Linked DNA regions of Mus musculus: all the other regions are linked to region 3. Evidence: chromatin contacts called from public HiCAR-type, HiChIP or PLAC-seq and Micro-C data. All regions are on one chromosome and are shown on one strand. Each heading gives the region's core, a stretch centred on a gene start, on an enhancer-like site or on the middle of the called end of the contact. The rest is flanking DNA. Distances are from core to core; before and after follow the strand shown.

Region 1 (4,641 bases), core at 394-2,893, 2.5 Mb before region 3:
CAGCCTCACTGTTCACAATGTGATCAAATATCCTGCAACAGATGACTGTTCTGAAGAAATCTCTACATGGTCCTTTCTTTTGTCACAACGTTGCAAGATAATGCCAGAATGAATGTGAACAGTTCTGATGGTATCCACCTCACACATACATAGACCCAGCACCTCCTCATCTGTGCTCAGAGCATGGTTGAGACAAGTTAGTTAAGTGTCAGACTCAAGAAACTGCTGCCATGGGCCCACTGCAGCCTGGGCCAATCCAGTGCTGAGATGCAGCCTTCCCAGCCCGAGCTCAGCCATCTGCTCAAGCCTCTGCGCTTATTTTTCAGTCAACAAGTGTTTCTCTATATTTGCTAGACAGAGTTCTGGATGTTGGGCATATAGATAACTAAAACCTGACTAACCCCGCAAAGTATTTCTTTAGGTTTTTTTTTCTAGAAAGGTCTTCCATTTAAATTTTCATTCCAAATGAGATCTCTTTAGAGAGGCCCTCCACATCAAAGAGCACTTAGCTGTCCACTCCCAAGCATTTTCCCTCAGTACTTATCTCTACAAATAATGCTGTATGTATTTATGAGGTTTTTCTTCCTATTTGGGGTATTTACTACTATGTCTAGATTATTAAACATGCCTATCTGGAAACTAGAAGGACTCAGTTAAGTTGAAGGGACACTAGTCCACTTGAGCATGGCTCTGGCAATCCTTGTTCGGCTCCTCCATTTCCTCTGCTTTACTAAGAACTGTTAGATTGTGTTCCTAAAGCTAGCCACCGAGGTTTGTTCACTTATTTGGCCACTTCCTGAGGCTGACTACCAAGGTGAAGATATCATCGTATTGAAGTCCAGCAATGAAAAGTCCCCGTTGGCTCACCTAATTAACTTGTCCAACTAAAATTGAACACATCATTCTAACACAGGGGTTCCCTTTATACCATTATAAATGTCCATTTTACTATGTGCCGCATCTGTCTCCTCTCTATCTAGAGGCAGTCTTTTATCCTCCAGTGACAAATACCACTCCCCATCCTTCTCTTCTCCTTCATCCTGTCTCCTGTCACTTATTCCCTACCCTCTGTCTAGGGCAAGGAAATCTTTCGGCGAAAACTTGGTCAGCTGATAATTTTTCTTTTTTTTTTAAGTGTTGTAAAATTAAACAACAACGACGACAACAAGGCTATTTGGCTTCTGAATTAGTGAACAGGCAAACATTAAAGCCGTTATGAAAACAGATGCAGTCACTTTCCCTCCGGTGTTATCATATACGATTAGAAAAGTGCCAGGAACACTGGTATCCTTCAGGATGTCACCTCACGCCAGAATTTAGAGGGAACTTGTGTTGTTCCAGCCAGAACAAGTGACTAGATTGGCATTTGGTACATCTCAAGCCCTTAATCACCCTAGAATGAACTGATGACTCATTTTTCTAAAGGAGCGCAGAAAAGACTCGGCTAAGGTCTTTAGGGACAGCCCAAGGGCTTGGCTGGAGGCAGGGAGGCCAGCGCCCTTGTTCGGTCTCTGCAAGTGACTGGTTTAAACCAGTCCCAGCATTTAGTATTTAGGTCAAAAAAGAGTAAACCCAGGTCGGCTATAAATTGGGCAGACCGCACAGAAACAAGGATGATGGTAAATCCTTTCTCCGGGCGAATAGGCGAACTGCCCGTCATGTGACCAGGCCTGCCACGTGATCAGGCTGCCCGCGCCTGCGCACACAGGCCCGGTGTCGTTTCCGCCCGCCGTTGCAGACATGGCGGCGTCCCTGGGAGGGATGTTCACTGGGCAGCCTCCAGGTCCCCCGCCGCCGCCGCCCGGGCTCCCAGGCCAGGCGTCGCTTCTGCAAGCAGCCCCTGGGGCCCCGAGACCATCTAACAGCACTTTGGTGGACGAGTTGGAGTCATCCTTCGAGGTAAGCCGAGATGTGGGCGTCTCTGTGCAGCCCTCACAGGCGTGCGGAAGGCGCGCAGGTTAACTCCTTTCTCGGTCCCGGCGTTTAGTAGAGGCGGGGCACCGGAGAATGGAAGTCGCCTGCCGTAGATTGGGTACTACCTGTGGCCGGTCGTCTCAGGTCTGCCCCCGCAACCGCGACATTTCTGGAGACCGTGGCCTTGAAGTTCGCCCAACTCCCATCCACCTCGGGGCTCGTTGGATCCCCTGCGGGTCTAGTAGGATCTGGTCTTCCCTGGAGCGGGCCCACTCGGCTGAGGTCCTCTGAGTTTCCAGGTCACATACTGGACGCTTTTCCTGTTTTTCTCTAGTGTTCTGTGTAGACCTTCCAATGGCCCCTGGCACCTGCCTACCTGTTAGCTTGTTTGGGTGCCATCCCTTGACTTCTCTGGCTTTCGCTTTCTATTCATTTGGTAAATGCTCTTTGTTGGCATAAGTTGAGTTCTCACTGTGGGAGGAAACCTTAGTAGAACGCTTGGGTCCATCCACTCTTGGATGCAGGGATGGAACTCAGGTGTGGTGGCAAACATCTTTACCGGATTAGCCATCGCACCAGTCCTAAAATACTGGGCTTTTAATAGAAGGGCACGCGTTGTTTTTAACCTCCGTAAGACTGACTGTCCATAAAGGTCCATGCTTTAAATGTTTTTCAAAGGATGGGGGGGGGGGGTGGGCTGGGAGGTGCAGCAGGAACTAAAGTTTCTGAAGTTAGTTTTTGTCTTTTTGTTTTGTTTTGTTTTGTTTTGAGACAAGTTCTCAGCGTAGCCCTGGCTGTTTTGGAACAAGCGCTGTAGACCAGGCTGACTTTGGACACACAACTGTCTCTGCCTCCCTAGTGCTGGGATTGAACAAGTGCAGCACCACTGCCTGGCTTGCAGTTAGGTTTGGTTTTTTTTTTTTTTTTAAGTCTGCATGGCCTACTGCCGTTGGTGAAGCCCCCCCCCCCCCCGCCCCCAAGCTTTGTGGGCCATAGGTTTTCTGAAATCTGCACATCATGCTCACGCCCCAAAAGTCCAACAAGACTTAACTTTTACCGTACACAGAATAGGCAGTCTGGTTGGTCGAGCTGTTACAGGAGTGGGAAATCCTTTGACTGTTTCCATCCATCAGATCTGGAGCTAGCCAGGAGGATTCATTGCTTCTGAGAGGAACTTTGGGTGTAGTTTTGACTTGTGTTCGGAACCTAAATTTGGTTCTGTGTCTTTGTGGTTTTTTTTTCGGTGCTTGCTCAAGGCTGTCGGGGTCTGTTCTCAGACTGTGTTCCTCTGTCAGCTGCTGTCATGCTTGTCTGTCTGAGGGCTGCTTGTGCCCCTGTGGCGCACTCACATGTACAGCTCGGTTGGCACCCTTTCAAAACTCCCTCTTTGGGATTTGGTTATCCGCATGACACCACTTATTATACAGACACCTGTTACTTATGAAATGCCAAATGGTATCCCAAGTACTTAGACTATAGTGCTGAATCACACAGGCAGAGCTGTTGGTAGAAATAACAGTGGCTGAAGAGTGGATAGTAACATCAGTTACTTTTCTGAAAAGCTTGCCAAGCTCCACTGTAGAGCATGAAAGAAAGAGTAGACAGATGACATCTTGACATAGTAATATATACAGTTCATGTAAGGGTCAGCCAGAGTGGCGTGGCCGTGGTGGGGTTGAAAGGTATTCCAGGTGTGGAATAAGACAGTGAGGAAGAGGCAGGTGGCAGGAATAAGACCGTGTGATGAGGCCAGCAGATACCAGTGTCTCAGGTGCCAGACCAGCTGGGATTGGCTTTACCTGGTGTCTACATTGGCCTGATATCTTCTCAAGTACAGGTGCAAAGTGTCCACTTATTATTGAGTGGCCTCAGGAGAAGCCCTTTCTTTTCCTAATAGCTGCTGTGTATATAACATTTTTATGTTCCCTTCACTCAGGCTTGCTTTGCTTCCCTTGTGAGTCAGGATTATGTCAATGGGACTGATCAGGAAGAAATTCGAACTGGTAAGAGTTCCAACTTCTTTGCACACTGTGTTCTTGTCAGCAAGGTGTCTATTGTTGACTTTATATCTGTGTGTTTAGCCCTGCATATATCTTGGAACATTTCCCGGGAATAAGATGTGTGCAGAGTCCCCATAAATTGCTGGCTCTCTGTTTGGTTCACTAGCTGACATGTTTTCTGAGTCCTTATAAATTGCTTAAAATGAGCTTTTCATATGAGTATAATGATGTAAAACTAATGAATGCTGTTTATTTAAAAACCCACAAATTTTGTTGATTTTCTTTTTCATTAGGTCTGACAGAAATATAAGTCTTTTATGCATATTTTTTTCCTTTGATTTTTCAAGACAGCATTTCTGTGTGTAGACTTCGCTGTCCTGGAACTCACACTGTAAACTAGGCTGGCCTCAAACTCACAGAGATTTGCCGCCTGTGTCTGCCTCTAGAGTGCTGGGATTAAAGGAGTGTACCACAATTCTCCCTGTTATGCATATTGTTATCTCCAGTGTCTCCTAACTTTTTTTGTAGTGGAAATTGTCCTCATCTGCTGAGAGTCTGGATTGTGTTTCTTTGGAAGACTTAACAACTTCTATGTTGTGTAAAGTCTCTGACCTGAGAAGAAAATGAATTACCTATTTCATGCTAGTTTTACATGGGAACTTGAAGATGGTTATTATTCACTGTCATCCAGATTAAAATCCCAAATTATGTCTATGAGAAAGTGCTG
Region 2 (4,204 bases), core at 1,629-4,128, 2.3 Mb before region 3:
CCTCCCCTCCCACTCCCATTTCTTGGCTCTGGCGTTCCCCTGTACTGAGGCATATAAAGATTGCAAGACCAATGGGCCTCTCTTTCCAATGATGGCTGACTAGGCCATCTTCTGATACATATGCAGCTAGAGACACGAGCTCTGAGGGGTACTGGTTAGTTCATATTGTTGTTCCACCTATAGGGTTGCAGACCCCTTTAGCTCCTTGGGTACTTTCTCTAGCTCCTTCCTTGGAGACCCTGTTATTCATCCAATAGCTGACTGTGAGCATCCACTTCTGTGTTTTCTAGGCCCCAGCATAGCCTCACAAGAGACAGCTATATCTGGGTCCTTTCAGCAAAATCTTGCTAGTGTATGCAATGGTGTCAGCATTTGGAGGCTGATTATGGGATGGATCCTCGGGTATGGCAGTCTCTAGATGGTCCATCCTTTCGTCTCAGCTCCAAACTTTGTCTCTGTAACTCCTTTCATGGGTGTTTTGTTCCCAATTCTAAGAATTTGCAAAACACATGAAACTCAAGAAGAACGAAGACCACAGTGTTAGTCAGGGTTTCTATTCCTGCACAAACATCATGACCAAGAAGCAGTTGGGGAGGAAAGGTTTTATTCAGCTTACATTTCCACATTGCTGTTCATCACTGAAAGAAGTCAGGACTGGAACGCAAAAGCAGGTCAGAAAGCAGGAGCTGATGCAGAGGCCATGGAGGGATGTTTTTTACTGGCTTGCTTCCCCTGGCTTGCTCAGCCTGCTCTCTTATAGAACCAAGACTACCAGCCCAGGGATGGTCCCACCCACAAGGGGGCTTTTCCTCTTGATCACTAATTGAGAAAATGCCTTACAGTTGTATCTCATGGAGGTATTTCCGCAACTGAAGCTCCTTTCTCTGTGATAACTCCAGCTGTGTCAAGTTGACACAAAACTAGCCAGTACAGTTACGTATTCCATACCCTCACATAGAATAAATGAATATTATAAAGACACCAACTTTCCAAGAACAGAGGAATAAAGGGAGTATTTGCTTCTACAGCAAAAGAAGGCAAAATGCTTCTAACTTTACCTTTAAGCAACAAACATAAAAGTGTTCTCAAATCTAGTTTATATAATCTGCTTCATTTCGAAAAGAGTACTTTGTTATAGTCTGTCAGGTCTGTATTTAACTGAGACAGGAGAGGCTAGCTTTTAATTTTCCTGTCTTTTTATATTTTTGTTGTTTTCATTTCAAAGAGTCTGCATGTTAAAAAAATCAACAAGAGGTATAAGACATACAAACTTTACATACACTAATTATATTGCTATTTTCTTTTATATTTCATGTATATACAAAACAAATTAAGCACATCTAGTCTAAACATTTTCCCGTATAGTTGTTTTCAAGAATTACTTATCTAAAATTTGGAATCCAAGAACCTTATGGTGTACATTGTTTAGTTTTTGTTATTTTCTTAAGCTTATCAAAGACACAAATTTATTCCTATATGTATTTGTTCTTTCTCACAGAATAAAAGTAAGAGTCAAGAACTATGTAAGCTTTACAATGAGATTATGCTGTATGAATTTAATGTAGCATATTGGAAAAGTTCCACGATTACGATGTCCAAAGCATACCAAATCCATACAACATTCGTTACTAAAATCCACAACTCTAATCAAAACATAGTCATACTGACCTCTGGTGGTCAGATTCCTTATATTTCACTGATACTGAAATAACTAGATAAAATACTCATGAGACATTTTTTTTTTAATCAACAAAACAATAAAGGCAGCAAGCACCTAAAATGAAAGGTCACAGATTGTCACAAAATATTAATATGTTCTAAGTTTTAGTTTGTCTGTTTACATAAAAAACAAATGACACACACACACATATTGGTTCTCATCTTATTATCATTTATTTAAAGTTTTATTTATCTTGTATGTGTGGTACATGCATGTTTAGGTCAGAGACAGACATTGAGTGTTTTCACTGATTACTTTAGACCTTACTGTTTGAGAAAGGCTCTCAGCCACCCTGAAGCTTGCTACTTTGGCAGATCAATGAGCCTAAGATCCACTGTCTGGCTCTCAGCACCCTCAAGTGCTAGGACTACATACAAATGTTAACATCTGGTGTTTGTATGTGAAATATCACATGTGACTTCAGATCCTCATGTGTGTTCAGCAAGCACTTTACCCATGAATCATTATCTCCCCAGGTCCTCTAGGGATTCCCAGAGTACCTACAGAACAACATAGTCTGGAGGCAGCCCTCTTCCTGATACGTGTCACCAATGTAGATTTCCAGTACAGACGGAATAGGTGGCTGCATTTATGTTTCCCAAGTCATCAAGCAACACACCAAGTAAGTTTCCCGGTTTTGGAGTGGTATGTCCTATGTCCCAGGTGAGGCATTTAGAAATAATTTTATATATCCAGCACGCGATCTTAGTCAAGACCCCCAAATTCCTTTTATACTGTCTGCGTTCTCCTCTGCTTAGCAGAGTTGTTAGGCAGATTTGTCAAGCACATCCGTCACGCTGGAGCATCTCCAAGCGGCTGCAGCCTAAACTGACCCTGCCTTTCTCTTCCCAGTCCCCCAGACTGTCTCATCGCGGACGGGCAGTTCCCGCCCGGACCCACGGGGTCCGAAGGACTGCGGAGGCCCTCGTCCAGGACGCCCTCGGAAAGTTTGACATCCCCAAGCCCCGGGCGGGCTCCGTACGACATCTCCCAAACGACTCCTTCGCTCGGGATTTACCCGTTCTCAGCCAGTCGCTGCGGCAGTCCTCCGCTTTCTCCCTTCACTCCCAACCACAAGATCCCGCAAGGCACCGAAGGCCACCAGTTTAATTCAGAAAGCTGAACGCCCACTTCAGGCGCGCTCCTCCACAGCACTACTTCCGGCCCCGCCCATGCCTCCCATACAAACACCTTTTCCTATTGGGAGAGCGGCAGGCCACACCCCAGGCGTCCCAGCAGCGGGGCGGAGCGGAGGGTGGAGTCAGCTCCGGGACCCTCAGGTCTCCGCTCTCCGACCCTCCCTCCGGCGGAAGTCTCGCGAGATCTCATCCTCCCGCGATAGTTGTTTGAAAACTCTGGCGCTAACCCGTCACTCGGAGCCTTGCAGGGCTAGGGTGTCGGAAGCCGCGGGAAACTGAGTCCTCCTCGGATCGCGAACCACAGTCTCTCTCGGGCAGTTCCCGTCCCGGCGCCATGGCAGCGCAGAAGAAGCGGCTTTCTGTGAAGGAGGCGTTTCAGCTGGCGCAGCAGCCGCACCAGAACCAGGCGAAGCTGGTGGTGGCGCTGAGCCGCACGTACGGCGCGGTAAGCGGCCTGGCTTCGGCTTCCGGGCTTCGCCTTCTGCCCTTGCGCGCCCCGCGACGGAGGGATGGGATCCGAGGCTCGCCCGAGGTCTCCCGGCCACAGCCAGTGAGCAGAACGCCCGGCGTCGGCCACACGCAGTCACCCGTCTTCTCCATCCTCATCCCGCCAGGGGATGCGGGGAGTTATCCGTTATCCTCAGTTCCTCAGTGACTTGTTGATCTGCGCAGGGAATCTCAGACGCCTTTATTTCCTTGGAGGTCTCTGGTTCATCTCAGGCAATCGATGAAGTTGTTTCAACCAACTCCTAAGCTTTAAAACCACCTTCATTTCACCAGCTAGGGAAACCATAAGCACCCAGTCTTTCCCGTACATGGCAATTGTGTGTCGAGTGTAGCGGCGGGGAATTACTGGACAGCGAATGTGAGGAAGATACATTGTTTTGGAGTTCACGGAAAGTTAAGGACATATAAAAGTGATCAAGGGTAGGGAGCAAAATGTGTAAGTTATGACAGAAGGAAATTGACGGATGCTAGGAAGGCCTAAGTAAAATAAACACAAAGCTGTTGATTTTGAGTCATTTATGGCGAAGCTTGTTTTGCATTAATCCGGTAAGAAAAATACCGATAATCCAAAGGCGTTGAGAGAAAAATGAGATAATTTTGCACTGTTCAGATTTATGCTTTGTGTTTTCTCAGAGGTACAAATTATATACTGAAGAGAAGTTTGTGCGGATATATTTTCCCTTCCTTGATTTGGATAATTGATAGTTTATTAAGAAACCTTAGAGTTTAACCTAAGGGTAACACTTTCAGCAGTATTATGGCAGTGTTGGGAATAAAGAATTTTTATTAATGCAGCTTCTGGAGGCGTTTCTTCTCTCTTTCAGATGGATGATAAAAC
Region 3 (4,203 bases), core at 331-2,830:
TGGTGTCTCTTTTCTTTTCAAGGAAGTTAGTTATATAACAGACCTTTAAGCAAAAATCTAGAAGGACAAATGAATGCATGAATGTCAAATGTTCTGAAGTCTTTTTAAGAATGGTGCCATACAAATAAATGGCATTCAAATGAATAATACCAAGAGTTCCAATCTACTTTATGAGGGGACAGCCTGTCTTTGACAATATCTTCTGAAGGGCTTTTGGATCTCAGTGGCAGGCAAAATGACCTGAGAAAGATATCCTGAAAAAAAATTTTTTAAATAGGCAAAAATAAAGATGTTGGAGGGATTTCACGGTTCATATTTATGAAATAAAACACTGATCAGGAAACCTATTAAGTTACAGGTAGCTTGTTAAATGCCAAAAAATGCTAAAGAGAACTGGGCCGACTTCGCGGTCAAGGTTTGTCAGATATTTTATACGAATGATACTTTACTGTAAAACTGACTTTATGGTAGGGGCTGGCACAAAGTAGAACGTGACTACAGGCAAAGAAGATGAGGAAATTAAAAGCAAGGGAAGAAGCTGACTCATTTAGTTGTTATTTCAAACCTATAGCGGCGTTGGTGTCTGCTGAGAGATGCTGACTACTGCCAGACATCACACTGAAGAGACAAGAAGGAAGGAGGAAATTCATTTTCAAAACAGTGCAGGGGTGGGGATGGGGATGGGGGTAGGGGTGAGGTGGGGATGGGGGTGGGGTGTCCAGTTAGGCACTGAATTAAGGAAAGCCTTCTAGTATAATGGGCATCGCTAGGATTTACTTCCTCTTCCCTTTGCCAGCTAAGAGAGTAAAACCGTAGGGACCTATCCAAACCCTTGGAGTTGTGTGAGTTTGTATAGTGCCCACGCAACCAAATCCCTCACCATGGCGTTTTTTAAGTAAGTGATTATAAAGAAAGGGTTAACCGAAGACGGTGGCTTAGGGATGGGAAGGCCAGAGAGAAGGTTGAAAACACTACTCCCAACTTGCTACAACTCTAAACTTTGAAGCCACCCAAACAAAATGTGTGTGTGTGGGGGGGGGGGGGGGGATAAAATGCGCGCTCACGGAGGCAGATCTATTTCAGTAGAGTTTTCTTGTTTTGTTTTGTTTTTGTTTTAATTTTAAAATCATAATCTCGCTGTCTCTCTCTTTCTCTCTTTCAGTGTTGCAAGCCCAGAGCGGTCCCCTTTAGGATCGCGACTCAAAAAGCTACAACAGAGGCTCTGCCTTCTCCATTTATTTATGAGCTGTCCTCAAAGCTGCCCCTCTCCTCGTTCTCCCGCTGGGAACCTCGGTTTCTGGGCTCTGGTCAGCTCTGAGGCCAAGGAGTTGTGTGGAGGAGACCCGAGCTCTTCTTTCTGGTGGCCAAGTTTGCTGGATCCTAGGAGTCTGGGCGCGAGCAGGGGCGTACGGGAACGCGCGCCGCTGTCTGCAGCCGGAGCTGCCAGCCTGGGCCTCACCTCTCCCGGGCGAGGTGCAGGCTTTCCGCGCGCGGCCAGGGGGCGGGGCGAGGCTTGCGGGGGCGGAGCCAAGGGCGGGGGCTCCGGCTGCTATATAAAGACCGGCGGCCGCTTTAACTTCGGACTTGGGCTTATTTATTTACGGAGCGCCTGGACGGCGGAGGCTGGAGGAGGCGGCGGCTGTGGCTGCCGCAGACGGTGGTTTAAAAAAAGGAGGAGAAGGAGGCGGCGGCGGCGGCGAGGGATGGGAGCGCCCAGGCTTCAGGGCGCAGGCCGGAGCTGCCGAGCTTTCCTGAGGCTGCGGGAGTACTGAGGAGAAAAAGGGGACGTCCCGGGGGCCCACAGGCGACTCCAGAGGCGCGGACTGGGGTCTTTTTGTTTGGCTGCGCTCAGCGCCCAGCAGCCAGAGCGGACAACTCCAGTTACAACAACAACCCACCTTCCAGCAGCCAGGCGAGACTTAGGCTGCGGAGTCCGTCCTATTGTTTAGACACTTGCCTGGGGCTCTGGAGCGCCAGTCCCTGCTCAGTCTCCGCCTTCCCTCTCTCTCCACTTTCCTCCCGGGAACCGCGAGTGCCGAAAGCCTCCCTGAGAGGGGAAGGGGCTGGAAGCCAAGCGCTGCCTAGTCTGTGGTCGCCGAGTCAGGTGCAACGTCCGGGGCTAAGCGGCATCTCAACGTCTGCGGCTGGACTCCTCCCGTGACAGTGGGTGACCGGATCCAACGCCTGGGGAAACTTCCTGCACTTTGAGGCTGAGGACCCACTTGTAGGGGCTGCCCGAGGGGTGGCTGAGAGGCTGCATACAGCAGGACGTCGCTGTTGGCTGTTGTTTCTTCTACCTGTGCCGTCAGGTGTGTGCTGCGGAGCTGCGGCGTATCCCGGAGACCAGAGTGGCTGACAAGAGCGCGCACACTCTACTGCCATTCGGTTGTCGCCTGGGGTCTGCCAGGGTAGCAGATCCCCATCTTTCTGCCTTCTACCTAGTAGTCATCCATCAGGGCACAGTAGCAGCACTGGCATCGCGGACACCTAGTCTTTGCTTTGCTCTTCTGGGCTCGCCTATCTGCAAATCTTGCCCAAGCTAGAGGACCTTTCCTACTCAACTTGGCTTACTGGATTTTTCCCCACTGCAGGAGTGAGGACTAGTGGATATTCCTGCAAGGCTGCAGCAGTCCGACTGCCCTTTTGTCTCTCTGTGTGACCTCAGGGGCAGGCCCTGGTGCAGAGCGTCGCCAAGGACGCCGGGAGGGAGGCGGGATTGCCAAGATATCCTCCAGTGAAGTGCATGTGTGTGTGCAAGCCATCCTTGGCTGTCGGGAAGTGGAGAAGACGGTTGAGGCTGCTGCTGTGCCGCAGGAGTGGAGAGGCCCCGGGAGCTGAGCCCTGAGCCCCGCATCACCGCCCGGCACCCCCAAGGCTGTCTGAATACCCGGTGCGCCCCCACGCGCGCCATGACCAGTCTCTCCGAGGGCTCTGCTTTGGACCTGCCAGGCCCTTGCGCCTTCTAGCTTCGGGGGAATCCACTTTGATCAGGGCCACCATTACTGTTTAAGTTCCCTCCTCAGCCTTGTACTCTTTCCACTGGAATCGGATTTGCTAGAGGGTTCGTGGGATCAGAAGTCCTCCCTTGTCCTCAAGCAACCAGCCTCTGCATCTTCGCGGACACTGCAAGTAGGAGCTCTTTTACCGCCAAGTTGAAGTCGCGCACTGTCCTCACAGCTGCTCCGGGGTCTACTCCCAGCCTGAGTCGGGCCTATTGATATTCAGAACTTGAAGTTGCCCACGGATCTTCTGCTCTGCTAGAAAGGCTTGAAGAGCAGAGGAAAGACCTGTGCTTCTGTCAGCTCTCCTGCCCCATATCACTGTTCCAGATTACTGTGTGAGCATCTCCCCGGGTGCTGTGGGCTGCAAGCCCAGCGCCAGGCACTGGGCCTCGGACACTGCCCGGTTTTTACACAACCGAAAGCTCAAGAGAAGTCCTTCAAAGCAAGGAGTCTATTAGGGAAGATGAGTGGCATTGGCTGGCAGACACTGTCCCTATCGCTGGGGTTAGTGTTGTCGATCTTGAACAAGGTGGCGCCGCAGGCGTGCCCGGCCCAGTGCTCCTGTTCAGGCAGCACGGTGGACTGTCATGGGCTGGCACTGCGCAGTGTGCCCAGGAATATCCCCCGCAACACCGAGAGACTGTGAGTATGGGTACTTTGCCCTCCCTGATTCTCCTCACTCCCTATTGAGGCAGCACCTCCTCAAGCGTCCAGCCTGGAAAGTCCACGTGCGGTAGAAACCTGTTTCTGGTGCAGCCCTCAGAGGCTCTTCAGCACGCGGATCCAGGGGTTGGGCCCTGTGGAAAGGGCACTAAACTGGGAGGAGCCTTTGCCAAGGAGGGGCGGGTCGCTGGCAGCTATGCATGGTCCCCTTTTCCTGTACCCCTCTCGTCCTTTGTAACTGCTTGTGCACTGTGGACCAGTTCTTTCTGGCTGAGGAGAGAGGCGCCTGGAACTAGAATCCCAGGGTGCCTGGGGCAAGGGAGGTGTGCCCGCGTTTCCCAGACTGCAAAGCCAGGAGTCACCTTGGGCTTGCAAACACTCAAGGGTCATTTCAGGACCTTGTTGCCTCAGACTGGGGCGGGCTGTTTTAAAAAAAAAAAATCTTTCCCGGGGCTTTATGTACCCTTCTAAGTACTGAGGGAGGGGAGATGAAGATTTGGAGTGCTTGAGCGATCTTTTCATTGTCTACGAAGGATGA
Region 4 (4,290 bases), core at 161-2,660, 2.5 Mb before region 3:
TTAAATGCTGCAACCTCAACTGGACTTTGATCATACTTTCATTCAAATATTTATGAGCACCTTGTTTGCATAGGCCCTAGATATGGACTAGATGCTAGATTTTGGCATGAATACACAGAAGTGAAAGCCACGTCCTACACACACACACATACACACACACACACACACACACACACACACACACACGAGCAGGATACAGGTGATTAGCAATTTGAGACAGGTTGCTTTGGGAGTAGGAGACATAAAACCCACAGTGGGATGGTCTGGAGGCATTTCTTGTGGAAGAAATGTCCTTAAACAAAATAAAAAAGGCAGAAGGAACTTGATCTTATTACGTTAGTAACCTTTTTATCACCAGGACAAAACTTTCTGAAGCTGTCAAATTAAAAAGAGGAAAGACTTTAGTTCCTAGCTCCAGAGGTTCCCGTGGTCATTCAGTGCACGGGTTTAGGGCCAGCATAGCAATTATGCTGAACACATACGATGGGATGCCTCTTCATCTGTGGTGAATCAGAGACAGGCAGCCGGGTCCTGGGATCACAGCATTTTCCTTGAAACCTCCCAACTTCTTTCTACTAGGTCCCATGTTCTACGTGTTCCACCTCCTCCCTGCAGCACCACGAGCTGCTGACCAAGAGCTGCTGACCAAAGCTTTAAAATATGAGCCTTGTCAGTAGTGAGGGTGGGCTACTAATGGGGACAATCATGGCCCATATCCGGATGTCTACATAAGACACTCTTCAAAACAGTTTTTGTAATCACTGTACTTCTTGCCCTTATTGGATAATGAAGGATGGCAGATATGCTACATTAAAGTATGCCACTTGAGCATCAATATTTTGCACCTAAAAGGCACTTGAATAGAACTAAATGCAAGAAGAGCCATCTTTGGGTCTCCCAAACCCCAAAGCAGAACGTCAAACCACCATGTAAACTACTGCTACCCCAAATACTTTTACCCGAGGTGAGGCGTTAAGGAAGCTAGAAATCTGCCCAAATGAACCTTATTTAGCTAATTATTACATTCTTTTTGTTTTCCTTTATGCTTAGTTACTTTTTCATAACTATTTACTATTCAATATAAGCACTTGGACCTGATCACTTTCAGGATCCTCATTTTCCTGTAAGGGCTTCCATGTATACACAAACTTGTTAAATAAAATTGACATACTTCTGTTAAACTGCCTTAAACCAAATTCTCAGGCTTCCCACGCGAGCACGAGCAAGCCGACACGCCCCTGAGCCCGCAGAAACCACGCCCACGACGCCGGCCCGCAAGAACAGAAGCCCCGCCCCCAAGGGCCTGCCGCCCTTCCCTAAGGCTCAGTAGCGGGTCTCCGCCCAGTTGCCGACGGCCCCGCCCCCAAGGCCCCGCACAGGTCCGGCTTTCCAAGCGCGCGTCCGGCGACCCCGGAGGTCCCGCCTCCAGGCGCGCGCCCTGCCACGCGCCACGTGCTCCTTCTCTGGAGGGCGGCGCCGAGGGCCGAGCCGAGAAGATGTACTTGCTGCCCCTTCCGGCTGCCGCGCGAGTCGCGCTCCGCCGCCTGGGAGTGAGAGGTCTCTGGGATCGGGGTCTGTCCACCGCAGACATGACGAAGGTGAGTGGAGGCGGCTCGCTCTCGGGCGGCCGCGCGAGCCCTGGCGGCGGGCAGCAGGGTGACCCGGCGTATCCAGGCCGCGATGTGTCGGACGGACGCATCAAGTTGCAGAAATGAGCTGAACAGAAAAGTTCCCTGGGTTTGCAGGACACCAGCCTGGGCCCGGCTTGCGACGAGGGCGGCCGATGCTGTTTGCCGAGGGCGCGTCCTTTCTTCCTAACTGGACAGTGCTGGGTTCTGAAGGCTGAGCAGAACCGCTCACTCCACCTAACCAGTGTTTACTGACTCCTCTAACTGAGCTCTGAAAAATTACACGCGCCTAGTTCGCCAATTCTTTTAGTTCTCACAGAGACCCTAGAAAGGACGACGGTAGGATTGTCCCAAAGCCTGCTACGCTTCCAGAGTAGCCAGTCACAGGGCCTGGACCCCTCCCCCCGCTGAAGTGAAGTGGAAGGCCCTGGGGGAGGAAACTGCTGGATTGGGTTTCTGTCCTTTTAGGGGAAAGGGTTTTATTGAGAGAGGTCATCTTGAAATTGGAAGAGGGTCTTCTCCATAGTCTGAGAAATTATGAAGGACCCTCAGATGGGAAAAGTCTGGAAGGGCTCATTGGAGTACTTCCAGGTCATACTTCCAGGACCTGGTGAGGGAGGAATGTTCCAGATGGAGCTTTGAACTCAGGTCGCCTGCAGTTATCACAGATAGCAGAGGAGTTAGGCAGACACCTTTCCAGCCCTGGCCGGTAACATTGGATTGTCCCAGGTTGGTCTCATGGAACCCCAGAATGAACAATCTTGGGAAAGTTAGAACCTAGCACTTACCATTGCTAAGGACGCCTGTTTTCTTCAGTGGAAAGATGGGTCCGGAGTACCTGGGGTGTTTTTTGGAAAGGGCCCTGACCAGAAAGAAGGCATGTGCACTGTCAAAGTTTAACTACGCAGGAGCTCCAGTGTCAGGGACTAGGTTTCCTTATCTGGCAAATGAGAGAAAAGTACTCCTTGAAGTGGCCGTAAGGGAGGCAGTATTTTAAAAGTCGTAAATTGCCTTGTGAAGTCAAATGATGAGCAGTGGTTTTACATCCTTATTTCAGGTGTTTGGGGCGGGGAGCGTGTGACAGAAATGTGGAGCCACACCATTAAGTGCTTGGCAGAAGGCCCTGCTTCTTCTGCCCTCTCTGCAAAGTCACACACTTTCCCTGATTGACAGGGTACTAAACAATGTGGACATCCCTGATCTGAAATTTGAAGCACTCCAAAAACTGAGTGTTCACTCACTTCTGAATGTCTGTAGGAAGTCCTGCAGCTAACCCTTGAGTGGACAGAGTCAAAACACAAGTATTTTAAACGACCGAACCCTGAGACAGTAGATCTGAAACAAGTGATTTTCAGGTTTAGGGTTGGCCCAAGATGTCTCACATAACCCAGTTCCAGTCTTGCCCTGGTAGGGATTTTAGCTGCTGCGGTGGAGGCTGCTGCTCTGCTCTTGGCCTCTGCGGAAAAAGACAGTTTTAATGGGATTGCTTGCCCCTTCTGCATCTGGACAGCCAATGCTTTCTGGGGGATCTACTCTGATTGTATTTATCTTTCTTGATTTTTTTTTTTTTTCAGGGCCTTGTTTTAGGAATTTATGCCAAAGACAAAGATGATGACCTGCCACAATTTACAAGTGCGGGAGAGAGTTTTAATAAGTTGGTGTCTGGAAAGCTGAGGGAAATGTTGAACATGTAAGTGTTACTATAATTGGGGTTCCTTTTTGTTTGTGTGTGTATTTTGCATTGTGAGACAGGGTCTCTGCTGTGTAGCTCTGGCTGTCCTGGAACTATGTAGATCAGGCTGGCCGGCTTCAAACTCATAGACATCCACCTGCCTCATTCCCTGGAGTTCTGGATTTAAATGTATTTGCCATAAAACAGGGCGGGGTTGTAGTTCTTAAAGGCCCCAAGATTTAAAGAGAGTATTCTCCTTGTATCAGGTAAACTTAATGGAACCCTGACCAGCAGGTTCTCTGGAAATGAAAGTATGTTCTTGAAGAAGCTGGGCAGTTGTTTGAGTGTGGGTGGGTCTGCAGTTCTGGGAAGTCATGTGGTTTCTAGCCAGTCACAAACCTATTGTGAAGGATTGACGCGGATCCAGAAAGGAATAGATTTCCTCAGCCCACTCCCAAGGCTCAGGTTCACAACTCCTACTCTCCTGTCTGGCACCAGCCTCTAAATGCACTTTAACTGAGTAATTTAAAAACAGCCTAAGGTCCTGCCCTTTTATTTCATGGCTGGACTTTGAAGGCTTTTCAAATGTTAAAGTAAAGTGTGGGTGGGTCATCTGATTAGCAAGTGTACAGCCTGAAATTCAGTCAATCTGGAGATGGCCTGAGATCTGACCTCTCTCTCCTAGATTAGCAAGGTCCTAGAGGAAGTAGGAAGACTTTAATCTGCTAACCACATTTGGCAGAAATAGAGAGAGCAGCATAAGCCCCTTTAACGACCTGTCACTCAGGTAACAGACTGTATGTTAGAGGGTCCCAGGCATCACCTGATAGCTATAGCAATTCTATCTGATACATTGTAAGTACACTGTAGGACTTGTACCTCCTCTTGCTTGCTAGTTCTTTACTAGTACACAGCCTTCACTAGGACCTAAATCTTTAACCCAGAAGCTAACCTGTTAAGAGTCCAGAGTGCAGAGGCCTCCCTGCAGGG
Region 5 (4,664 bases), core at 979-3,478, 2.3 Mb before region 3:
GCAACTTGGAGAGGAAAGGGTTTAATTTCTCCTTACAATTGGTAGTCCATCATCCAAGGAAGTCAGGGAAAGAGCCTGAAGGCAGAAACTAAAGCAGAGGCCATGGAGGAGTGCTGTTCAGTGGCTTACCCAGCCTGCTTTCTTAGAGTGCCCATGACCACCTGCCCAGGAATAGCACCACACACAGTCAGCTAGACACACCAACTATAATTTTAAAAACTACAGACTTGCCTACAGGGAAATCTTATAGAGGCATTTTTCTCAGTTCAGAGTCCCCTTTTTCAAAATGACTCTACTAGCTAGAACAGAACCTGCCTAGGGCTTATTGCACCAATATTCAGTATATGAAACTAGTGAGATAGCCCAGTGGTTAAGAATATTTGCTGCTGTTACAGAGGATCTGAGTTTGATTTTCAGCAACCACATTGGGTGGCTCATAGTCACTTGTAACTCCAGCTTCCTGAAAGCCCACATCTTCTTCTGGCTTCCATAGGCACCCACCAATGGGGTATATGTACAGACACACACGTACACAAAAATAAAAGTGATGTTCAATCTTTTAAATAGAGCAGGCACCCCATAGATCATCACTATCACAAGTCAAGGATAATTCTTTCATAATTTTCCCCTTCTTTCTGCACACACTGCCGTGCCCTGCTTTGTTTCCACTTTCATAGGACTCATAACTTGAAGTATCACACATAGCTCTTGTTGTGTGCTTTTAATTGCTCTTGCTATTTCAAATCTTGCTTCTCTTCCAACAAACAAACCAACAAACAACAAAAACTTTAGCTTTTTGAAGACAAGGAAGGTGTCGGATCCTATAATTGCTTTTTCAGATACGAAAATCATTTTTATATAAGAAACTTAAGTAAGTTTTTGATCGGCGCTATTAGACACCTTTGGGTTAGATATCGTGGCACGACTGTCTGGAGACAGGCTCTTGTGCAAAGAATATGAAGAGGCCAATGGGAGGTCAGGAGAAGAAAGCGAGTGCTGTTCTGTTTCACCCTATGTTGGATTCCAGTGTGGTAAGGATGCTCATCCATCCTTCAGAAAAGCAGGTATGGAAAGTAAGAGGAAGATGTTTAGGAAAGAAATCAGAATATGTCATTCATTATACTCTGGGACAAACGCTGGAGCTAGTCTTTACTAGTAGGCATTGTGCTAGGAGTTTGAGACCAAATGGAAAATACCAAGTAAACAATTTAAACTACTCAAACCCTGCAGGAAAGACATCTCTACAGATATGTGGAGGGAATCTGTGCGGAGTTGTTCCTAACCGGGAAATTGCCAGGGATTAACAACCTGCATTGGCAACATCTCAAGTATACATACTGGATATATTCAACCAAGATCCTGAGATGAAGTAGGGATATGGGCTGGCTGACCTCCCAAGGTCTTTTCCATTACCACAAGCATACACAGCATCCTACCCTTTCCCATTTATGATCCAACACATGCCTGTAGTCAGTTTGACAGTAAGTCCCCTGGGCTTCCTTCCAGGTTTAGTACGATGCCACGAAAGACTGCTAGCACTCAACAAATGATTCAAATATTTGTTGAATGAAGGAATTAATGAATCGTGTTTAAATAGGTCTCACATGATCTCCCCAGATATAGAGAATAAAATCACAACATTCCAGGCATGATGGTTTGAAGGTTTGAACAGGGCTGGCAAGGGAACATGATCTCTCTCTCTCTCTCTCTCTCTCTCTCTCTCTCTCTCTCTCTCTCTCTCTCTCTCTCTCTCACACACACACACACACACACACACACACACACACCCTCTAGCCTTGGGAAAGCACAGCCCACCTGCTAAGCAAGCAGGCTGCGGGAGTTTCCTTGGCAAAGAATCCTGTCTGCTGCTTCCAAATGCAGTCTCCAGAAGGTCACTTCACTCAGATACAGAACAGCTTCCTTTGGTCTCTGTGACAAAGTTTGTGGGGATTCAGTGCGGTCCTCCCCTGGGGTGCTTCTACACTCCCACCCCTACTCTGGGTGCCTGTGGCACACAGCTGGTCTGCCCGCAGCACCCCGCCTTACCTTAGTGAGCTGAGCGATCTTCTTGCACATTTTCACGTGCATCTCCGGATCACAGTCCATTCTCCAGCCCGAGCCACCGCGGGCGTCGGCTTTGGAGCTCGCGCAGGTTCCTGGCGGGTGAATTTTGCTGTTGAGGGCAGATGCCATCGCTTTAAGGAGCCCTGCACTGAAATGCTCTGACTCGCGCGCTCTCACCGCTGGCCGTGTGCACGTGCGTTCGAGCACGGGCGTGAGAGCTTTCTCCAGAGAGGTGGCACTGCAGTCCTGCCAGCACAGCCGCGTGGCTCTCTTTCCGGAGGTGTCTCCTTCCCGGGCCCACTCGCGCACCACCTTCCTCTGCTCGTGCTCGTTCGCGAGCTAGCTGGCTCACGGGCACCCGCACCATGCAGCGTAGCGCTGGCGCCTTGCACGTGAGGTTTACCATCTGCGGATGCTTCCGAGAGGGTGCGGGCTATACCTGCAAGAGGACAGCTTCTGAGGGGTGTTGGGGGACAGGAGGTGGGGGCGGTGCCCTGGGCAGGGTTTTTTTTTTTTTTTTTTCCCTTCCCTCTCCTTGGCCAACTGGGTGGCTTGGAGCTTCCAACTCCACTGTGAGCGATCCAGCCCGAGGTGGATAGCTCAGGCCAAGAGGAAGAAATGCTGGCTTTAGTCCCTAGCAGATCGGCAAATCAGAATGAAAATATTAGAAAATCCTGTAGTAGTAGATGGGACAGATGAGAGAGCGGGTCTTATTCCTGCAGCCCTGATGCTTAGAGCGAGGGTGAAGAGAGGAGGCGGGATGCTGAAGGGCAGAAGTGGGGATGAGGGAGCTAACCACTCCGATTCTAGGAGGTTGAGATCTGGAGCTCAAAGTGGGAATAGAGCTGGAACCTCAGAACTACACGGTGGGACTGAATTGGAAGCCCCCCTTCCTGACCTTGGATAGGACCTGCTCAGTGATGCTAGAGATCTCCCCACATCGTCCACTCAAAGGTCACTAGTGACCGAAACTTGGGGGTGGGTTGGGGGCGGGGCATCGCCAGATTTCGGTCTCAGAGTAGGGAAAGAGGTAGCGACAAGGAAAAAAAGTCCTGCAAGAGCTAGAAAGGGTGGTAGTGGGAAAGGAAGTTACAAGGGGCACCAGATGGGTCTGGAAAGTCAAGCCTACCCAGTTAAAGCAAAGGAGCTCATCTAACCTGTGCCATTACCTCAGACAGACCCGAGGCTGAACCTTGTTGCGTTTTGAAGTTGTTGCCCCTTAGACTGGGAAAGCAGGTAGGTAGAGAACCAAAATCGTTTCTGGCTTTTTTTTTTGGTTTTGAACAATGGACTTTGAGAAACAAGACAGAATCCTGGTCAGATTTTTCTGAAGTGGCAATAGTGTCATTATTATGATTTTGCCTGGCTAATATATTTTATTTTATAAACTTCTCGCCCTCCAATAACAATACTCATTTTATAGGTGGGAAAAATTAACTATTTGATCAGGTGATTACAAACGGCAGTTGGGTGTGAAATGGGGACAGTGATACCACAACTGTGAACCCCTGTCTACCTCCCAGGCATTACAGAGCACCCAGAGGAGCAACCAAGAGAACCTTAGGCTTATCCCACAACTCCGTGGGACAAAAATCTTTGGTGATCAGGGTCACAGGAGTCCATGTATTAAATACAGGCTTCCTATTTATTTCCAAATTTTATAGAATGCTATTTTTAGTATATAAATAATATCATTTTTACAGAAATTCAACCACTGTGCAAATGAGAAGAAAATTAGCCTTCATGGAATGAGAATACTGAACCAAAAAAATATTCACTAATTTGGATTATCACATCAGTGGCCCTGTGACTCTTGGTATTTGAGAGTGAACACACACTTGCCACATTGGTGGCAAGTCTCCTAACGTGCAAGCACCCGAATACTACATCATCATCAAGTTACTCAATTTATATACTAAAAGGCATACTATTTAATTTCATTTCATCCCTTTCATTTCTTCCTTGCATTAATATCAAGAAATTAGACAATTTTTTAAAATGTGTGTTGGGACTAGGTATGGTGGTGAACTCCTGAAATCCAAGCCCTCTGAGACAGGAGCGGAGTTTCTCAATCTTCTCTCCCGAAGGAACAACAAAAACAGATCACCTTGTCACAAAATGGCAACATTTGCACTGAGATGTCATTAAGTATATTAATATAACAGCACAGAGTATGCCATTTTGTAATAAAATGTGTTAAGGCAAAAATATAATCAGGCTATATAAAATATTAATATGACCATTAGGAGGACCACAATTTTGGAAATAGCTGCCTGTAACTATTTGGTAATATCATCGTTTCTAGCTTCCCACCTTAAAATTGTGTTAGTGGTAATAGGTGTGGAAACCAGTGGAAAAAGGAGAGTCGGGCACAAGAGTTTTCTCAGTACAGGTAACATGATCGGTTTGCAAAGTGTACACTTGACTTTAGAGTACACTGGGAGGAATGAACCTGGCATTAATATAGTTTTATTTCTGGTCTTTTTCTAGATTCAAATTAATGGAACTCTCCAACACCCAAAGGGGGAACAGACCTGAAGTATTGTTTGCAATAAATGCTTCTCACTAAATAGAAAAGCAAATTTCTCATAATTCTACTC
Region 6 (4,359 bases), core at 209-2,708, 2.1 Mb before region 3:
AGGGATGGGGAAGGGGGACAGGGCGCGAGGTGGCGCAAGAACAGATGAAAACACGGTTAGGAGAGAGTTGTCTTCCCAAGGAACTGAGCTTACTACACTCAACTCCAAAGGCTGACACCTACTCGTCAGAAAAGAAAACCGACGCAACCACCCACTCCTAACACCGACCAGCCTCCACTCCCACCTCCTCCCCTCAAAAGCTACCCCGTAACCCCTGCCGAAGCACACCCTCCGCTCGCAGCCCCTCTGTTGCACTGAACCAACCTGCTGGGTAACAGCTGTGGGCACACGTCGCACTCTGAGTGAGGAAAAGCAGCGACCGCAACAAGGTAAGGGAGTCCCAGTACTTCCCGCTACCCGGAGCAGCCCACTGAATGACAGCCGGGAGCGCGCAAGTTTGAAGCAAAACCGATCAGACCCCACCGAAACGGAAAACTGAACTGCATTTGAACAGGAATGGGAGGCGGGGAGGGCTACGCGAGTCCATCACATGACAGCGAAAAGAGGACCGGAGTCGTCGGGGCGTCCTCAAGGAAAGGGGGGGGGGGCGTGGGGAGGGTGCCGTCGCCATAGCAACACCCCCCATCCGTCCAGACTTCCAAAGAGGGAGGAAGAACTTCAAATCCCAACCGTCAGCTCGAGCGGCTCCTTCTTAAAGGGGTACACACAGATCCGAGGCCACTCGCAAGAGGGCAGAGGCGGCCGCCCCCCGCCCCTCAGGCGCCGCCCCCATCGCCCCTCGACCCTCTCCCGCCCCCCGCCCCCCGCCCCGCGAGCGCCCCGCAACCCCTGGTCCCGCGTCCCAGGAACTAGGCAGCGTCTTCGCCGCCAGCCCCAGGGCCGCAAGAAGGGGGTGTGTGAGCGCCCGGCCGGGGGCGCGGACCGGCTCGCCGCTCCAGGGTCCCCTCCGCCCCGGTGGAGAGCCGCGGTGACAGGGGCACCGGCGGGTGGCGACGGGCGCCGAGGAGTTTCGGGGCAGCACGAGCGGGCGGGCTGCTTCCGCGGGGTGCTCGGAGAGTGGGTCCGAACTAACAGTTCCCCGGGAGCTCGGAGCCGGGCAGGCGGGCGGCGGGGCGCGGACCGCGCCGGGCAGGGAGCCCCGAGACAAAAGGCGCCGCCGGGGCCGCCGCGCCGCCGCCGCCGCCGCTCCCATCGCTCCCCATTGAACTGACCCGAACCGGAGCTCCAACTACACCCCTCAGCCACAAACTCCTCCGGCAGCCGCACCGTGGCGCCGAGCCCGGCCCGGCCCGTGTCTCTCTTACCTACACAGTGCATGAGGCGGTGGCGCCAAGAGTCGAGTTCCCGCCGGAATCCTCTCCTCTCCGCCGCGCACCGAGGGCTCCGGCACTGAGCGGCAGCGGCGGCGGCGGCAGCAGCGGCGGCAGCGGCCATTCTCTCTCTTCCCTTGTCCATCTGCGTCCCGCGTCACGCGCCCTCATTTACATACGAGCGGCGCAGGCACGAGGCAGGGGCGCGAGCCCTCGGCGCGAGCCCCGGAGCGCGCGCCCCCCGGAGGGGGGTTGATTGACACGTGTCACTACCTTCCTCCTGCCCTCCCCTCCCCCTCCCACCGCTCCCTCGGGGAGAGGCGGGGAGGGAGCGCGGAGAGAAGGAAGCAACCTGCCGCTTCCGCTGACCCCGCCTCCTTACCCACTCCCTTCCCCTCCTCCCCCCAGAGTTTACTCAGGCAAGCCATACTGCTCCCGCCGTCCACGAAAACCCTGAGCGGGAGCGAGAAACCCGGAGGCCAGCCAGGAACCCGCGTGCTGAAGGAGCGGACCAGCAACGCCTCCCTTCTGCCCTCGCGCGGAGCGCTGGAAGTCCGAAGACTTCATTTCCCAGCCTCCATTGCGTGCAGGTCCCGTAGAGGAGCGCAAGAGAGCGACGCTGTGCCCTCTGGGCTTTGTAGTCCTCTCGCGTTGAGCGCTCTCCTAGCCTAGCCAGTTCGCACTTTTCCAGATAGCAGCTCGGCCCCAGACTTCTAATGTTTTGCCCCCAGTGGGTTTAGCCTCTAACTCCCTCCGCCCAAATGCTTGCTTCCTCGAGTTCCAAGAGGGGAGTACGGTGGAAGCCTCAAGAGTTGGCGGTGCTGGGCTAGGCAGCTCCTTAAGTGCTGGAAACTTTTCAGGGTCAATGTCATCTATCTTCACTTTCAGCGAAAGCGCTTGCCAATCATCCTACTGCATCCAGAAAAGATGTGCGAGGACATCAGTTTTGTGAAGCGAAGAGATCTTGAAAAGCGAGATTAGTTACAAAAATCGGGGGAACTAACCTTGCATGGGATTTAACACTTTGTAATTGTTATAGATGGATCCTGCTCTGTGCTAGAGAAAACTTCCTTGGGGAGAGGAGAATCTTTTGATTAAGTATATACTTAAAATTACTTAAAAAAAAAAAAAAAACTTTTGCACCAGAGCCATTTCTACACTTATGTCAGTATTGTCACAGGGGACCAAGAGCTTGTAAGCCATCCAGAGTTTACAGAGAAGTGCTGTACATTACTGGGCATTTATACTCACCTTTGCGGAAAAAAATATTTTAATTCTTAGGAACTCAAATTCTCAATTCTGTATTGCCCTATCTTGTGGTATAGTCTTATCTATCATTCTTTTTTCTTCTTAGAGTAGTTTATTGCTCAGCGTTTGTTGCATCAGAAGTAAAAATGTAGCATTACATCTTCATCAGAAATTTTCGAATGTGAAGTTTGAAGCCATGTGTTTATGAATATATGTTTGCAATCTTATCATTTGGGAGGCTAGAATAAGGTGATGTGTAGAGTAGAGATAGTCTAGATGGCGGTTCAGAAACTGAAATTTAAAATAGGAGTGGCTTATCTCCATAGTTTAGAGTGGGAAGATGGAATAGTTGTTTCCATCTGAAAGCTCATCAGGCACCATCAAAAGAGACATGAGAACAGGACCCAAAAGCATGGCCCAGCTTCTAGAAGTGTCTGATTAAAGTTACTTAATGAAAGTATGTGCTCATGCTAACTTGAAAGGAATGGTGGACTAAATAACTATGAGAGCCTAACAAACCATCCAAAACTTAATAGCTTAAAATATCAACTATGGGATAGTGAGGTGGTTTCACAGATAAAGGGACTTTCATTTCTGGGGGAATAGCTGTCTGCCAGGATCACAGAAACCAGTATTCCTATTCTTCAAGGGTCTACCCTGACTTGTCCACATGGTGGCTGTCACAGGGTTCCAAAAGGCAGCATGAGAGCTACTAGCCCCTAATCATGACCATTTTTTTATTTATTCACTTTACATCCAGACCTCTGTCCCCCCTCCCCCACCGTTCCTCTCCCCCTTTCCTCCTCTGAGGAAATGGAGAACCCCCTAGATATCTCCCCCCACCCTAGCCCATCAAGTCTCAACATGGATCACATTTAAGTCTCAATGGTTAAAACAAGTAACATTGCCAAGCCCAGTGTCAATATGGGTAATATATTATGCTACACAATAGGAAGATGTGTAAGTCCCATGAAAGGGGGAATTAAATATTTCTCCCAAATAAAGAGAAAATACAAAGAGGAATAGAACACATCTCTGGACTTTCTGAGACAAGGAGGAAACCATGACTAGATACAACAACATGGAAATAATTTTGGAAATCAGTTTCATTGTTAATAGCGTAGAATCTTTCATAGCATGTATTGTCAGTCCATTATAACAATCCCCATAAACATAGAAAGGTCAGGTCATATCAGTCTAAGCATCTAGTGTTATTCCTGATACTCAGTTGATACTTAATTGTTATCTATTGACTTGATGAATAATTAGAATATCTAGAAAGCCAACAGGAGAAAGAGGGTCATATCCAATATTGTCTTTTACACCAAAAATTCAGCTGCAACAGATTTTAACATACCAAATATGTGATATGAAGCTATTGATACTCTGTAGAAAGACAGTGTTGTCACAAGTACTTCCTATACCTATTGTATCAATCATTTGTTATTATGTAGCAAGTCAATCTTTAACAGTACCTTAAAAGCACAATCATTTCTTTTTTTAATATTTTTATTGGGTATTTTCCTCATTTACATTTCCAATGCTATCCCAAAAGTCTCCCATACCCTCCGCCCCACTCCCCTACCCACCCACTCCCACTTCTTGGCCCTGGCGTTCCCCTGGACTGAGGCATATAAATTTTGTACGACCAATGGGCCTCTCTTTCTACTGATGGCCATCTAGGTCATCTTTTGATACATATGCAGCTAGAGACACGAGCTCCAGGGGGTACTGGTTAGTTCATATTGTTGTTCCACCTATAGGGTTGCAGACCCCTTTAGCTTCTTGGGTACTTTATCTAGCTCCTCCATTGGGGGCCCTGGGATCCATCCAATAACTG

The links. Hi-C and Micro-C count contacts between places; a contact is called where the count stands out from the background. HiCAR-type assays count read pairs that join an accessible place to other places. HiChIP or PLAC-seq counts read pairs in DNA pulled down with a chosen protein or histone mark.
Region 1: a contact with region 3 is called in a HiCAR-type map of astrocytes, with 6 times the contacts expected there. The contact joins the promoter of Med28 here to the promoter of Slit2 in region 3. A contact is called at or near these places in 2 of 39 promoter capture datasets (embryonic stem cells and liver), 4 of 115 datasets of contacts at active chromatin or transcription factors (astrocytes, embryonic forebrain, neural tube and 1 more) and 1 of 9 other capture datasets (embryonic stem cells).
Region 2: an H3K27ac HiChIP or PLAC-seq map of embryonic stem cells shows a contact between it and region 3, with 16 times the contacts expected there. The contact joins the promoter of 1600023N17Rik here to the promoter of Slit2 in region 3. A contact is called at or near these places in 4 of 39 promoter capture datasets (embryonic stem cells, hippocampal neurons and liver), 4 of 484 Hi-C or Micro-C datasets (the N1E-115 cell line, cerebral cortex, embryonic stem cells and 1 more) and 3 of 115 datasets of contacts at active chromatin or transcription factors (astrocytes, embryonic stem cells and stem cell-derived neural progenitor cells).
Region 4: a contact with region 3 is called in a Micro-C map of embryonic stem cells, with 7 times the contacts expected there. The contact joins the promoter of Lap3 here to the promoter of Slit2 in region 3. A contact is called at or near these places in 6 of 39 promoter capture datasets (the 3T3-L1 cell line, 3T3-L1-derived adipocytes, frontonasal cranial neural crest and 2 more), 3 of 484 Hi-C or Micro-C datasets (cardiomyocytes, embryonic stem cells and olfactory sensory neurons), 6 of 115 datasets of contacts at active chromatin or transcription factors (astrocytes, embryonic forebrain, embryonic hindbrain and 3 more) and 1 of 9 other capture datasets (embryonic stem cells).
Region 5: an H3K4me3 HiChIP or PLAC-seq map of embryonic hindbrain shows a contact between it and region 3, with 6 times the contacts expected there. The contact joins the promoter of 9630001P10Rik here to the promoter of Slit2 in region 3. A contact is called at or near these places in 4 of 39 promoter capture datasets (embryonic stem cells, hippocampal neurons, liver and 1 more) and 1 of 115 datasets of contacts at active chromatin or transcription factors (embryonic hindbrain).
Region 6: a HiCAR-type map of astrocytes shows a contact between it and region 3, with 7 times the contacts expected there. The contact joins the promoter of Lcorl here to the promoter of Slit2 in region 3. A contact is called at or near these places in 1 of 39 promoter capture datasets (embryonic stem cells), 3 of 484 Hi-C or Micro-C datasets (embryonic stem cells and uterus) and 5 of 115 datasets of contacts at active chromatin or transcription factors (astrocytes, embryonic forebrain, embryonic hindbrain and 2 more).

The regions. Positions count from the first base shown.
Region 1 is chr5:45,518,586-45,523,226 of GRCm38.p6, forward strand. Med28 (mediator complex subunit 28) reads left to right here and starts at 1,644. Exons shown (of 4, transcript NM_025895.4): 1 at 1,644-1,899; 2 at 3,851-3,917. The coding sequence starts at 1,741.
Region 2 is chr5:45,666,830-45,671,033 of GRCm38.p6, forward strand. 1600023N17Rik (RIKEN cDNA 1600023N17 gene) reads right to left here and starts at 2,879. Exons shown (of 1, transcript NR_073433.1): 1 at 1,872-2,879. Ncapg (non-SMC condensin I complex, subunit G) reads left to right here and starts at 3,096. Exons shown (of 21, transcript NM_019438.1): 1 at 3,096-3,304; 2 at 4,191-4,204. The coding sequence starts at 3,194.
Region 3 is chr5:47,981,575-47,985,777 of GRCm38.p6, forward strand. Slit2 (slit guidance ligand 2) reads left to right here and starts at 1,581. Exons shown (of 36, transcript NM_178804.5): 1 at 1,581-3,644. The coding sequence starts at 3,466.
Region 4 is chr5:45,491,964-45,496,253 of GRCm38.p6, forward strand. It overlaps Lap3 (leucine aminopeptidase 3), which reads left to right and starts at 1,411. Exons shown (of 13, transcript NM_024434.6): 1 at 1,411-1,598; 2 at 3,203-3,318. The coding sequence starts at 1,497.
Region 5 is chr5:45,637,047-45,641,710 of GRCm38.p6, forward strand. 9630001P10Rik (RIKEN cDNA 9630001P10 gene) reads left to right here and starts at 2,229. Exons shown (of 4, transcript NR_102378.1): 1 at 2,229-2,490; 2 at 3,243-3,300; 3 at 4,555-4,664. It overlaps Fam184b (family with sequence similarity 184, member B), which reads right to left and starts at 2,455. Exons shown (of 16, transcript NM_021416.3): 1 at 2,047-2,455. The coding sequence starts at 2,193.
Region 6 is chr5:45,856,082-45,860,440 of GRCm38.p6, forward strand. Lcorl (ligand dependent nuclear receptor corepressor-like) reads right to left here and starts at 1,459. Exons shown (of 7, transcript NM_001163073.1): 1 at 1,266-1,459. The coding sequence starts at 1,416.